Linked DNA regions of Hordeum vulgare: region 1 is linked to region 2. A link is a contact called in public Hi-C data. All regions are on one chromosome and are shown on one strand. Each heading gives the region's core, a stretch centred on a gene start, on an enhancer-like site or on the middle of the called end of the contact. The rest is flanking DNA. Distances are from core to core; before and after follow the strand shown. Region 1 holds the start of LOC123402907 (GPI ethanolamine phosphate transferase 2). Region 2 holds the start of LOC123403436 (probable polygalacturonase).

Evidence for each region. A called contact is a pair of places that touch in the nucleus more often than the background predicts.
Region 1: a contact with region 2 is called in a Hi-C map of seedling, with 2.8 times the contacts expected there. The contact joins the promoter of LOC123402907 here to the promoter of LOC123403436 in region 2. A contact is called at or near these places in 1 of 6 Hi-C or Micro-C datasets (seedling) and 1 of 1 datasets of contacts at active chromatin or transcription factors (embryo).

The regions. Positions count from the first base shown.
Region 1 is chr6H:528,825,481-528,829,487 of MorexV3_pseudomolecules_assembly, reverse strand. LOC123402907 (GPI ethanolamine phosphate transferase 2) reads right to left here and starts at 2,548. Exons shown (of 17, transcript XM_045096874.1): 1 at 2,420-2,548; 2 at 2,224-2,317; 3 at 552-596; 4 at 272-439; 5 at 109-193. The coding sequence starts at 2,532. LOC123402890 (20 kDa chaperonin, chloroplastic-like) reads left to right here and starts at 2,859. Exons shown (of 5, transcript XM_045096857.1): 1 at 2,859-3,065; 2 at 3,577-3,756. The coding sequence starts at 2,919.
Region 2 is chr6H:528,651,584-528,655,804 of MorexV3_pseudomolecules_assembly, reverse strand. It overlaps LOC123403436 (probable polygalacturonase), which reads right to left and starts at 1,937. Exons shown (of 5, transcript XM_045097372.1): 1 at 1,267-1,937; 2 at 665-785; 3 at 1-153. The coding sequence starts at 1,704.

The DNA of each region.
Region 1 (4,007 bases), core at 1,299-3,798, 170 kb before region 2:
TGTGATAAATATAAAAGTGTAACTTATAAGCAATTCTTTATTGCTAATTTAGCATACAAAGTTGGACTAGCAAGCCAGAGAGATACAGAGATAGCACGAGGTTCTAACCAAGAAGATTGTCATCCAGGAAGGCTTGAGTATTGAAGTTAAGTGCTACATCAAGAAAACCTCCAATTGCCCCCGACACCATTGCCTGAAAGAAAATACACTTAGGACTGGTCCTCATTTGGCATTTGTACAAATAAATCTTTCTATGTAAAATAAGTCATACTTTTAGCCGGGGCATCGTAACGGTTGGAGGTACAGCCTTTGCATGATAACCCACTGCTCTGCAACCAGCTAACAGAGACTGTGTGTATGGCATTGACTCCATCATTTCTTTGGTTGGTGGTTTTCCACCTTTTCCCAGTACAAATTCAGCAGGTAGCCCGTCTATCACCTAAATTGACATTCATAGACTCAAAAGGCCAAACATGAAAAGGTAAGATAAATAGTCATGCAAATGTACAGGATTATGCTGCCAGTAATAGGCATACAGATTTAGGACATACCATCAATACCAAGCGATCATACACATGGGGGACCTCCGAAAGTTCCTGGAATGAATCATACACAAAATCGCAAGCATTAAAAACCGTAAATGCATAACTTACACTGAGTAAATAAGAAGCTCTAGGAATGCTCATCAGTATAAAATGGATGATAACTTGTACTGTATTTGAGTCTTTGAGTACATATGAAGTTCTTTATCAGCATAGAATGTGGCAACCTTGACAATATTTGCACTCTAAAATATTGGGCTCACTACAACATTCTGTAACAATAAATAGTACTCCTTCCTTCCCATATTGTTAGGCGTATAAGTTTTCCTAGGAAATCCCAAAATATTAGGCGCTGAACCTCTGAGCCCGCGCTATTCTCTCGTACGGTTAGCGATTCAAAGGAGATTGTGCATGCCTTTGTGCTATTCTCTCGTATGGTTAGCGATTTCAAGGAGATCACGCGTTCCTTTTTTTTTCTGAAGTCATCGGTGCCTCTAATCCTACGACGCCTCAAGTAACAAACGACTCGTGCGCTAATTTCGGACTAATAATTAAGGAGTTGACAGACGGACATCGGAACATTCTGGAACATTCTGGAACTAACAATAAATAGTACTCCTTCCTTCCCATATTGTTAGGCGTATAAGTTTTCCTAGGAAATCCCAAAATATTAGGCGCTGAACCTCTGAGCCCGCGCTATTCTCTCGTACGGTTAGCGATTCAAAGGAGATTGTGCATGCCTTTGTGCTATTCTCTCGTATGGTTAGCGATTTCAAGGAGATCACGCGTTCCTTTTTTTTTCTGAAGTCATGGGTGCCTCTAATCCTACGACGCCTCAAGTAACAAACGACTCGTGCGCTAATTTCGGACTAATAATTAAGGAGTTGACAGACGGACATCGGAACATTCTGGAACTAACGGCAAAGCATCATTGGGCCCAAGGGAGGCGCCAATGTCCCCCCCCCCCTACATTTGTACAACCGTGTAAAACTAGTAGTGATATTTAGAGTATTAAAGTGACTGAAGACAATCATCCTAAATTAGGCAGGAGCATGTGCTGGGCCTGGTGGACAGGAAGTGGCAGCGCATATAAGAGAGGGAGCAGGAGACATGGAAGGGCATCGACCAGAAAATGAATCAGGCACCTTCCTCCAGTTCATCTCGTTCCCCACCTCATGCTTTGCTGACCCCATCGTAAATTCTGATTCTTGTATTACCCAGCCCCAATTTACATTGTACTTTGTGTGCATCGTTGTGTTGTCAACCCAATCATATACTTTGCTGATCCCATCCTAAACTCCGATTATTCTATTACCTAACCCCCAATGACTATTGTACTGTGTGTGTATCGTCGTGTTCCCAATCCAATCAATGGTTGGGAGATGACACCTTGAAAAAAATCAGGATATGTCGGACGAACATCAGAGCATAGCAATGCTTCATTGGGGCCAAGGGGGCCCAGCCAAGGCCCCCCTCCCCACCCCCTACATTTTTACAGTCGTGTAAAAGCAGTCATGATACTGAAACGGAAGACAGTATCATCCTAAATTACTAAATTCGTTCATCCTTTGATGCCGGCCCCTCCTTATTGTTGGTGCAAGCTCCGCCACTGGACCGAAACAATGCTAGGCGGATCTACTAAACTGTAGAGCGAACAATTGAAACGGAAGCAGTGCCGTACCCTGTACAGCGATCTGAGCTGATCCGGAGGAAGCGCCGGCCCCTCCCCGCCGTCGACGGGGCCGCACGACGGCGCCCGGTAGCTCTCCGCGCCACTGCGGGCCACCACACGCACACACCAGACGCGCATCAGCCGAAGTAAACAAACACAACCTGCTGGCTCAGAGAAAAGCAGGGCCAGAGGCGGAGGCGCGGACCTGAAGCCCGGGAGCGTGGGCTTGACGGGGAAGAAGCCGTAGAGGAAGAGGGAGAGTCCGGCGACCTGCAGCACCACCGCTGCCACGGCCCATCCCGCCACGGCGGCGCCCATGGCTTCCCTCCCTCGGTCGGCGGTGGCGATCGCCGCTGCTGGCTCTGTATTAGTTTTTTCCGCTCCTCCGGAATGGGTATCGGAGCGACACGGACTGCCGAGGAGGAGGAAGACGCGGCCAGGCCCGCTTGACATCCGAGTTACGGGCCGAGTTGACGACCGGTACCCCAAAGCCCAAGAGGAATAAGCCCATTTTAGCCCGCGTAATCTTGACAGACCGGGCCGAAAGCTGCACCCGCGGCCCATGGGAAGAAGCGCGGCGTTTCGGGGGAACCGGATGGATGGATAAAGCGCTCCCCTCCCCATCCCATTTGCTTCTCCATTGCTCTGCTCATCGAGGCTAGGGTTTATCCTCGGATTATTCTCCGAGCAAAAGTCCTCGGGCAATGGCGTCGGTGCAGCTCTGCGGTGCGGCGGGGTTCGCCGGGAAGGGGGCGGCCGCCGTCGAGCCCCGGCGCGTCCCCGCGCCGGCGGCCCGGCGGGGGGCGCTCCGCGGGCTCGTTGCCAGGGCCGCCACCGTCGTCGCCCCCAAGGTGCGTGCCCCCCCCCCCCCCGTGCAATGCGCCACGGTTTCGCTGCTTGTTTTCCGCGAGGGGTGGTGATGGTGGTGGTGGTGGTTCTCGTGCGCTCTGTTACATGTGCATAGCAGCTGATAAGGTGGGTGGCTGCAGAAGAGGGGACAAATCGAGTCATGAGGTTGCCGGAGGAATCAGTGGCGTGTACCTTGTTTTTCTCTAGAGGTTACCTCATCTTGATTGGGGAATTTGAAGGTCTCGATGCTGTGGTGTGTGGATGAGGTTTCTGTGCGTTTGATTTCAGTTTTGGTACAATTAAGGTCAGAGAGCTGTTATGAGCAATCAATTGTGTCGTCAAATGAACTATGAGATTGGAATTGCCAATGTCAATATGTCAAAAAATACCCCAGAGAGCAGTTATGTTCTCTTTGTTGCTTGTAGCGTTTTACTTGAGGCTGTAGCTCTAATTCTCATGCGGTGAGTATGCTTGTGGATCTGAAACTGTATCCTGTTATTCCGGTGGTTGCAGTACACGACGGTCAAGCCCTTGGCCGACAGGGTGCTTCTCAAGACCAAGACTGCCGAGCAGAAGACGACCGGTGGGATTTTGCTCCCTTCAACTGCGCAGTCTAAACCTCAGAGTGGCGAGGTGGTTGCTGTTGGAGAGGGAAGAACCATTGGGGATAGCAAAGTAGAAGTTGGCATTAAGGTATGGCCTGTGCAGTCACTTTGTTTCAGTCTTATGAGTAGAATTTTTGTTATAACGAATCCAGCCTGAAGCATGCTAAAATGCTGATATATGATGAAGCTTGCAACGCGCTTGTGTTACCTGTTTTTGGATTCTAGGATTTTACGCATGCTGTGCCAGTTTTGTTGTATCTGGTTCGGTCCTTTTATATATTTTGCCGTGATAATTAGTTTTCAGTAACTCAGTATGCTCAAATATTATGAGTAGGGTTT
Region 2 (4,221 bases), core at 688-3,187:
GCCAGAAAGGTGAATTCCGCAACGTTATATTTGTAACAACAATGTCCTTGGACCACATCAGTTGCACAAGTGGAGGTCTTGTGTTCTTCAGCATTCTTCTACGATGCTTCAACCACCAAACTTCGCCCTGGCCATTTATGCTACCATTGTATCCTATTTAGCAGAGTGAAAAGAAGTGAAGTCATGATGGTTAAAGAGCTATCATCCAATGAATAATGAACATAGCATATCATCATTATTCAGTTCGTAATTTAGTATACAATTGAGAAACAAATGCATATTCAAACCACCAAAATGCAGGTGCTGCTGTTTCAGTGAACTCACCTATTCAGTATTTACTCATTTAAAGATCACTGGAGAATATGCTATTCAAGCTATGGATATAATGTTCTACTTTTAACAAATAAGCGGGACATCAAAGCATGCATACCGAAATCAAGTACATTCAGATTAGGGATTAAACAGGTCAAGCAGTTGCTTTGTGTTATTCAAACAGTCAGACATGCTGGTATACTGTTACCATCACTAGATTGCTTAATATGCACATTATGCATTTCTCTCATGCATGTTGCTTCATAGCTAATCAACAAATCCATGATAGGGTGTTGTAGATTACACAGCTTGACAAGTTGATATTGACAGCTTACTTAGATAAAAGGCAAACCTGTAATGACAACATCTTTCAAATTCTGTCCATGAATTAGACTCCCGAAACGAGGCCCTTTGCGCTCCCTCCCATATCCATAAGATGGCAGTGCTGGCATTAGCGGCCAATTCTTCTCGTCCTGTCCAGAAAAATATCAGAACCCCAGCTAGATACACCTGCTAATCTGAAACTGCGCATGATAGAATCAGAGATTCAGAGAGCTAAGAGTGACAGTTCAAACCACATTCCACCCAACTCTGAACACATTCTAGATGTTTCCTTTGAGATAGACAGCAATGTTTCGCCCGGCTAAAAAAGGATAGTGCGGAAGTTGGAATTAAACAGACAATGTGGTAATTATATTGTGCAATTATTACCCATCAATTTTCCAAAATGGTAACAATCTGAACATCGGTATCGCTTCAACCTTCGGCCCTAGCGACACATCACACAACAAAAATCCTTCTATTTTTACCATTGGTTGATTTGTTTACCCATCAAACCAACTAGTCAAAGGGATGGATATAATTCAACTACATGTTAGCCATGATCCACGACACAATTCAATAGCACTTGAAAAATTAACCCCATTGCTCCGGTTGCAAGTAACGCTCACTCACCGTAATGCCGAGGATCTCGGCGCCCTCGGCGAGGAACAGCGTCATGTGGCTGGTGAGGTTGAACGGGCCCGTGAGCCAGCGGCCGGGCGGCACATTGAGCTGCGCCCCGCCGCGGTCGGCGAACGCCGTTATGGTCTCCACGGCGCGCTCGAAGGCCCGGGTGTTGACCGTCCGCCCGTCCCCGACGCCCCCGAAGTCCGTCAGGTTGTACGCCATCGGGCGCAGCCGCGGGGCCGGGCGCGACGGCGGCAGCGCCGGGCGGGGCCCGCCCCCGGCCCCGGCGACGAACATGGAGGCGCTCTGCCACAGGAAGACGAGCGTGAACCCGGCGACCCACACGGCGGCGAGCAGGGTCTTGTTGGCCGCGAGGAAGGCGGCCGCGCTCCGCCGCGGGCCGTGGAGGTGGAGCCTCCACCTCCCGCCCGACGTCTCCACCATCGCGCCGCGGTCTGCCGAGGCGGGCGGGCCCTTCTTCTCCTCCCCCCGATCTCCCGATCTAGGGCACGGCGCGCGGCGCGGCGTGGGTTGGGTCAGTGGGTGCGGCGGGGCGCGGCGAGCTGGGGTTCCGGGGAGGCGGGCGGGGGCGAGGGGGGAGGGGGAGCGGGCTTGGGGAATTCCGCCATTGGAGCGGTTGGTGCTGAGATGGGTTTATAGGAGGGAAGAGGCCGTTTGAGTGAGGCGGAAGCGAGGAGCAAGCAGGCGTGGCATTCGCGGGTGCCCTGTCACGGGCGCCGTCGAAGGGAAGAAGACGGTGAGAATCGTTGGGACTCGTGGCTTAGTATTAGCCGTCGGATTTAGATCGGACGGTGAGGGATTTATTTCGGTTGATATACCCTATTAATGCATGGCTTGTTTGGGTTAAAGGTAAGAAAATCCCAAACGTGCCACATGTGTGGTATGAAGGAACATGGTTCCAACGTTTTTATTATCATTCATTTTGCCACATCAAACTGATGATATCAAGGGAATCTTTTGGGGGTTTAGAAATTAAAAATATTTATCTCTTAAGTAAAAAAAATTGAATAAAAATCCATTTTTATCATTAGTTCATTCTCGACGTGATTTTCAATACTAGAACTCATATTGACATGTTTTGATGACTTTTACAGGCCAAAAGTTGACATGATATTTCCACTGAAGTTGCCATCGCATTTACACTAAAGTTGCCACAATATGTTTCATCTATGTTATTTATAGATTTAAATCTACCATTATATTTCAACTAATTTTCATGGAATTTTTTTATTAATTGACCATGGCAATTTCTAGTAATTAACCACGGCAAATTTAATTCATGGTTGATGACCATTTTTAGTAATTCATCGTCGTAAATTTAGTTTATAGATCATGATAATTTTAGTTTATAGACGATGGCAATTTTTAGTATTTTGAATATGGCAATTCTAGTATTTTGACCATGAAAAATATTTTTTATATGAACCATGGAAAATTTTAGTGCATGTATCATGGCAAATTTAAGTAATTCATCATGACAATTTTAATTTATGGTTCATGGCAAATTTGAATCATTGATCATGCATTTTGAATTATGAACCATGTCAAAATCATTTCATGACTCATGGCAAATTCTAGTAATTCATCATGGCAAACTTAGTCTTTTGGTTTGCTCTTTTTTTAAACATGTCAAAATTTACTTTAAAGATAGAAACATATCATGACAACTACCCTGTAAACAACATGACAATTTATGTGCAATAGACATGACAACTTTTAACCCAAAAAAATGTCTCCAAAATATATCGATATGAGATCTTGTTTCGAACATCTCGTCACCATGGATTTACTGGTGAAAAAAGTTTTTCAATCGGCAATTCATTTCAAAAATAAAACATTTTAAAAGTTGAAACCCTCCAAAAAAAATATTGACATCATCATTTTCGTTAGTTATGCATGCATTCAGTGACATGATGAAATTTGTAACCATGGGAGTGTCCATCCCGGACGTCCTCGTGCCACACGTGTGACAGATATCGGCATCCAGTAAATTTAGAGAGAGATAATAGTTTGTGTTTAGGGGATAGTTAGGTATAAATTCATGTGCTTATACACTAAAAAGGCTATTTGTTTGTTCGTTGGTGTGAGAATTTATAAATGTATATAAGACGAGGAGTGGAGATATGAGACACATGACATCTGAATAGGACCGATGTTGGGAGGAATTGGAATATATAATATTTTGACACTTGATCATAACTTATGTTATCATTTAACTAATTATTTGAAAATTACCTAACATGTCACATGTCTAACTTCTCCTTTTTTGGGGGTGGGAGGGGGAGGGTTGTATATTAATTAACCTCGATCATTGCTATCCAGTTTACACAGGTTTACAACCCTGTCAGTTCCTAACCGTAACCAAACGACTGTCTTAATATCATGTCAACCCATCTAGGCTTAGTGGTGGCTAACTTCTCTACAACCCCTCTTCCAAACTTTCAACCCTTAACTCAAATATCTTATATCAAGGCGGATCATTTCACCATGTAGGCGAAAAGTGGATCTTCTTCTCATGAACATATGTGATGTTCAATGACACGGAAAAAAACACAACAATCGAATGCATGCATAATACAAACAAGAACCAAGCTACTTTCATCTTTGCTCATAGTCCACAAAAAGTCTGAATGACCTACAAGAGGTTTAAACACTGTTCTAGAAACTTTTTTATAACGCCAAGACAAAGGCTTCACTGTTGACACACCGAACCAATGACATGCTTCAAGCTTGGTAACCATAATGAAGATCGAAAAATATTGTAGCAGGAACACACGAATCCACAAGATCTAGCCGACGAGACCAACCAGAACAAAACCTTAATGTCTCCATCCCGATGCCAAAGACACGCCATCATGACGGAAAGGAGCCAAAGGGACCCAGCAACATCTCCACCCCCATCATACCTCTGCTTGAAAACCGAACCTGAAATCACAAATC